Regions from separate parts of the Mus musculus genome. Here region 2 is linked to region 1. The links are chromatin contacts, called in public promoter capture Hi-C maps. All regions are on one chromosome and are shown on one strand. The core of a region is the stretch at or near the end of the contact, and the rest is flanking DNA. Distances in the headings are between cores, read along the strand shown. Region 1 holds the start of 4930417O22Rik (RIKEN cDNA 4930417O22 gene). Region 2 holds the start of Cfap97d1 (CFAP97 domain containing 1).

Region 1 (2,781 bases), core at 79-2,578:
ACCTCTAAATAAATTAACTAGCCTCAGGTAGTTAACCACCGAAAATGAACCAAGGCAGTTCTAATACAAAACCACTTCCCTTCCCTGTTCAAACCACAGTGCCCTATTATCTAAAAGATAAACTTCAAGCCAAGCTTTTAGGTTGCCAGTATTTATGTAACAACAAGGCCCGTTGACACACATCTGTAACTCCTAGTACTGGGCCTCAGGGGCAGAGACAGGTGGAGCCCTGGAGTTTGAATTCCAGGTTCTGTGAGAAACTCTGTCTGAAAAGACAATATGGTGAGTGACCCGGGAGGATATCTGATATTGACTTCTGGCCAACACACAGCCATCTCTGCACATCTGTAGTTGCAAGCCTTTTGCACTAAGTTTGGCCAGAGTCAGAGTTTGCAAGTGTTTGTGGACTGAATGCACGTGTTGCTGGTGATCTACAAAGTCACCCTCCTTCTCAAGCTAGCAGCACTGGCTTCGGCCAGCTGCTCATTCAAGCCTCTTTGCAGAGTCATCACGGGGATGGGGGAGCAGGGCCCCTCCCTAGAACACCAAGCCTGTGGTTGTTTATTCAGGACATTATTGAGGGCCAAGATGACAGATAACTCTATCACTTGGCCAACAGTCGGGTGTTGCGGTGTTAGGTTATTTCTGTGTCTGCAGAAAACAGTGCAACCTGGACAAAAGAAATAAATGATATCATTTTTCATTCAGGCAACTAGATTCCGTGGTACAAAAGGCTCCCTGGGGAACGAGGCCGGGACAGCGCGGCTCCTGAGTCGCTATTTCCGTCTGTCAACTTCTCTAATCTCTTGATTTCCTCCCTCTGTCTGTTTCCTTCCTCTTGCTGGGGCCCAGTGGAGTCTGTGTACTCACAGGGAGGAGGGTGGCAAAGCCCTGGTCCTCTACGGGCTGGGGGAAGGGGGGAAGCTGTCGGCCCAGTGACTTTTTCCCCTTTCTCTTTTTCTTAGAAACCAGTCTCAATTTAAGATAATGAGTCTCCTCATTCACGTGTGCTCACTATTCATAGGGACTTATCCACCCCCGCCCTGTCAATCTGGCTAAGTAAGACAAGTCAAATTTAAAAGGGAACGTTTTTCTAAAAATGTGGCTGGACCGTGTGCCGGCACGAAACCAGGGATGGCGGTCTAAGTTACATGCTCTCTGCCAGCCCCGGTGCCTTTTCCTTTCGGAAAGGAGACCCGGAGGTAAAACGAAGTTGCCAACTTTTGATGATGGTGTGCGCCGGGTGACTCTTTAAAATGTCATCCATACCTGGGATAGGGAAGGCTCTTCAGGGAGTCATCTAGCCCTCCCTTCAGGAAAAGATTCCACTTCCGGTTTAGTTAGCTTCCACCTGGTCCCTTATCCGCTGTCTCTGCCCACTAGTCCTCATCCATCCGGTTTCCGCCCTCATCCACCTTGCCCTTTTAGTTCCTAGAAAGCAGCACCGTAGTCTTGGCAGGTGGGCCATTGGTCACTCCGCTACCACTGTTACCATGGCCACCAAGGTGTCATTTAAATATGAGCTCACTGAGTCCTGCGGGATGGCTTGGTTGGTAATATGCTTGCTGCAAAATCGTGAGAACTGGAGTTCAATTCCCAGCACATGGATGTATTTCCAGCACCTGGAAGGCAGGGAGCAGAGATCTTAAAGCTCCTGGCCAGACAGCCCAGCCTAATTAGTAATCAGTGAGAGACCCTGTCTCAAGAAACAAGATGGAACATCAAAGGTCAACCTCTTGTCTCCACACACACAAATACACACATGCACATACATCCACACACAGGCAAACACATGCACACACCTGAACACCCTCCACAAATACATACATAAAAAAATAAATACATACACACATACATACATACACCAACATTCCCTCTCCTTAGTCTCCTGGCTACGCTCTTGTCACCCCCACTAAGGCTTCAACTTCTTCTATTTCTTCATCTTGACTCCTCTGTACTTTGCATGCCTTTTCCAGCAAAGGCTTTTCTTTAAATCTCCGTCATTCATAAACTCCCTCTAAATTTCTTCCCCTGCCCTTTTCTTTCTCTCTAGGGAGATAAAGACACACACTACAAAGTCACCGTGGGACCAGTTTATTCACCCACCCACCCCTGCTTCTGTTCATCCGGCCAGCTAAGTAGTCCAACCTCTCTGGTGCTGTACCCTGGACCCTGGCTTCACCACAGCTCCTCCATGCTACCCAGCCCTGCAAACCTTCAGCCTAGCCTCTGGTTCTCCAACCAGCACAGGCCCAGTCTGGCTTCTATGTCCTAGAAATCTCCTTCATTCTCTCCATTTCCCTCCTGAATCTACCACCTTCTTTCTCCCTTCTCCTGACCTCTAATGTCTTGGTCAAACGATTACAAGGAAGCCAATGAAATTAGCAGTTTGGGGTACCTCAGAGTCAGCAGGGGAGCTGGGATGAATTCACATTTCCAGGCCTTTGCTTTGCTCCCCGGATTCTGACAGGCAGTTCCGAAGCTGAGTCCAGGAAGCTGAATTTAAAATCACACTCCAGCTGGGTTCTGAGGCAGCCCTACCACATCAGCTGGCCCTGACTGAGCTGTGTCTGGGTGGCAGTGGTGCTGGTGGTGCTGGTGGTGCTGGTGGTGGTGGTGGTGGTGGTGGTGGTGGTGGTGGTGGTGTGTGTGTGTGTTTTCTGCTTTTACAAAACTTTTCTAATTCTTATACAAAGGACAAATCTGCCTCATATAGGCAGAAAGATGACTTATGCCTATATAAGATATAAAGATGACTTTATGCCACTTATTAGCAATAGT
Region 2 (2,781 bases), core at 115-2,614, 35 kb before region 1:
ATCACTCCCATGCTGCCTCCACATAGTGACATGCAATACCCTCCTCTGGGACTTTGAGGGAAAGGGGGCATTGTTGAGAGGCCTGGTGGAGCCCAGACAGAGCTTAAGGAGTGACTATGGGGGAGGAATGTTAATGAATCTTTAGGTTGGTGGGTATTTAGAAGGCTCTGGGGAAATGAGTGTCTCTTAAGGACAAAGTTAAAAGCTGGGCAGTGGTAGCACACGCCTTTAATCCCAGCACTTGGGAGGCAGAGGCAGGTGGATTTCTGAGTTAGAGGCCAGCCTGGTCGACAGAGTGAGTTCCAGGACTGCCAGGGCTACACGGAGAAACCCTGTCTCGAAAAATGGGGGTTGGGGGGAGAGGGAGAATCAATAAAATACAGCCACGGGTGGCAAGAATACCTGGATTTTGCTCAATTTTAAAATGTAATGTGTGTGTGCCATTGGAGGTTTGGTATCGACGGCAGGCTTCACTAGAGGGGAAAAACATTGTTACATGGTAGGGTCCTGGCAGCTTTAGAAACCCACCAGGCAACCCGACCCCAACCACTGAGCATCCCGCACTTGAATTTTGACAGAGATCTAGCCTAGCAACTTCAACTAGGTTTAATGTTTCCCTCCTGCCATCTCTGGAGGACTCGGACAGAGAAGACAAAGGGCTGATAATCTATCAAGATGGACAGGGCCGGTAGAATGCCAGCTCACCGCACCAGAGACCCTGGGTTTGGTGCCCAGCACTGCCTAAATCAAGTGGTGATGTGCAGACCATAATTCAGCAACTCCAGCGGTAGTAGCTGACAGAGGGCTAGGAGTTCAAGGTCATCTTTGACCCTCAGCCAGCTCCTGGCCCCCCTGGACTACGTGAGCCCCTCTCTCAAAATCCATAAGGACAAACTTCCCTTCAATCCGATGGCATCTTTTCCCCATCCACTTCGTAACATTCCTAGAGAGTCTATTGGGCACTGAGCTCTTATTTTCTAACTTTGGCACTAAAGAGTTTTTAAAATTTGAATTCTTTCCAGCACACGAATGCTCAGGCAGAAGACAAAAGCCTGCCGCCGACCATTGTGTCCCACGTCACCCCACAGCTAGGGTTTGCGTAGTTTCCTCTTAATACCCTTTTTGATGGAGGCTTCTAGAACTCCAAATGGTGACAAAGGCCAGCGCCAGCTGCCCACTTACCTATTTGTACTCTATTTTTGTGCAATATGTAGTGGCCAAAGTCCAGTTTCTTCCTAAAGGTTGTGCTTTGCCTGTGATTAGAAACGATTACAGGGTAGGCCAAATAATCCAAGGAATTGTTCATTTTCTCCTCCTAGTCTAGCTTCAGAAATGAGACACCTTGGCTTCTCTGTGAGGCACTTAGCTCTCCCCATGACAAGGTGTCATAGTTACCCAGTTATGACATCAGGGACAAGTCTCAGCGGAGGAAGAGGAGATGAGCATGTTTAGTTGTCTCTGGGCACTTTCTAAAAGTTTTCTAAAATTTATATATGGTGATGGGGTGCGGGACAATCCGGTATTTATATTCTCTGTGTTATGATTCGGTCAAGGTAAGTGGCTCTTCTCTTCTCTCCTAAAGCAATGGTGATTCTGTGATAAGTCAGGACCATGTCAGGAGGAAGGAAAGGGGGCTTTGAAGTTCCTCACGTGCCTGGGAAGTAGATGTTTCCAAGGCTGGAGGAGAAAAGAAAGGCATGATATCCCTTCCCTGCCTGGCACAGGCAGAGGCTCACAAAGGGAGGTTGGGGTGGGACTCTAACTCTCATTCTGCCGTTTGAGCTATGAGCTAAGAAGTCACAGTTCCCTGCGAGGTTTCCCTGAAGGTCTGAAACCATAAGTTTTTCTGGGAAAGCGAAACACTCAAAAGTGTAGTTAGTGTAACCCAGAGCAGTGCCACAGGCTCGCAATACCAGCACTTGGGAAATGGAAGCAGGCAGATGGAATTCAAAGTTATCCTTGGTTATATACTGCAAAGCCAGCCTGGGCTACATGAGACCCGACCTCAAAAAACGAAAGTATGAAGTAAAACAAACAAAACCATAAAGAAAACAAATCTTAATAGGAGACACACTGGGGAGACTGTATTTGCCCCTTTGGCGTTAGGGACCGGGCCATTTTCCCTGGCAACTGGAGAGACGCTTTTTGTGCTCTTTGCTCTCAGTGGAAACTCGCTACTGACACCATGTGGCTCACAGTGAGATGGCAGCTACCCCAGGAACAGCTGTAAAGGAACCTGTGGAGGAAGATTTACCCCCACACTAGCCCAGAGCCCACAGCCCAGGGCGCAGGCCCCCAGTGAGTGCTCAACATCTGTCAATTGCTTCTGCAACCGCTACGCCTGTATGTTCCGCGCTGGGAACTGAACTAAGGTTTTTGTGCATGCTGGGCACCTTGCCAGCCCAGGAACCTCCGCAACCCCTTGAATGTTTCTGGAATCTTTCCAGCAAATTTTTAAAAAAAAGATTTATTTACTTTAAGTATGTGAGTACACTATAGCTGTACAGATGACCCGCTCACTTAGGTCAACTCCACTCGCTCTGGCCCAAAGATTTATTATTATACATAAGTACACTATAGCTGTCTTCAGACGCACCAGAAGAGGGCGTCAGATCTCATTACGGGTGGTTGTGAGCCACCATGTGGTTGCTGGGATTTGAACCCAGGACCTTCGGAAGAGCAGTCAGTGCTCTTAACCCTCTGAGCCATCTTGCCAGCCCTCCAGCAATTCTTAGGAGTTAGATGTTGCATATTCTTTACTGAAGTGCTTGGGACAGAAAT

What was found. Capture Hi-C pulls out chosen DNA fragments and counts their contacts.
Region 2: a promoter capture Hi-C map of adipose tissue shows a contact between it and region 1. The contact joins the promoter of Cfap97d1 here to the promoter of 4930417O22Rik in region 1. A contact is called at or near these places in 2 of 39 promoter capture datasets (embryonic stem cells and macrophages), 1 of 15 datasets of contacts at CTCF or cohesin (CD8 T cells), 1 of 484 Hi-C or Micro-C datasets (cranial neural crest), 4 of 115 datasets of contacts at active chromatin or transcription factors (the 230-238 cell line, embryonic stem cells and pancreatic cancer cells) and 3 of 9 other capture datasets (adipose tissue, liver and pancreatic islet).

Annotation. Positions count from the first base shown.
Region 1 is chr11:101,950,968-101,953,748 of GRCm38.p6, reverse strand. 4930417O22Rik (RIKEN cDNA 4930417O22 gene) reads right to left here and starts at 1,328. Exons shown (of 4, transcript NR_045806.1): 1 at 1,270-1,328.
Region 2 is chr11:101,985,639-101,988,419 of GRCm38.p6, reverse strand. It overlaps Cfap97d1 (CFAP97 domain containing 1), which reads right to left and starts at 1,364. Exons shown (of 6, transcript NM_029287.1): 1 at 1,183-1,364; 2 at 403-473. The coding sequence starts at 1,306. It also overlaps a transcript of Dusp3 not described here.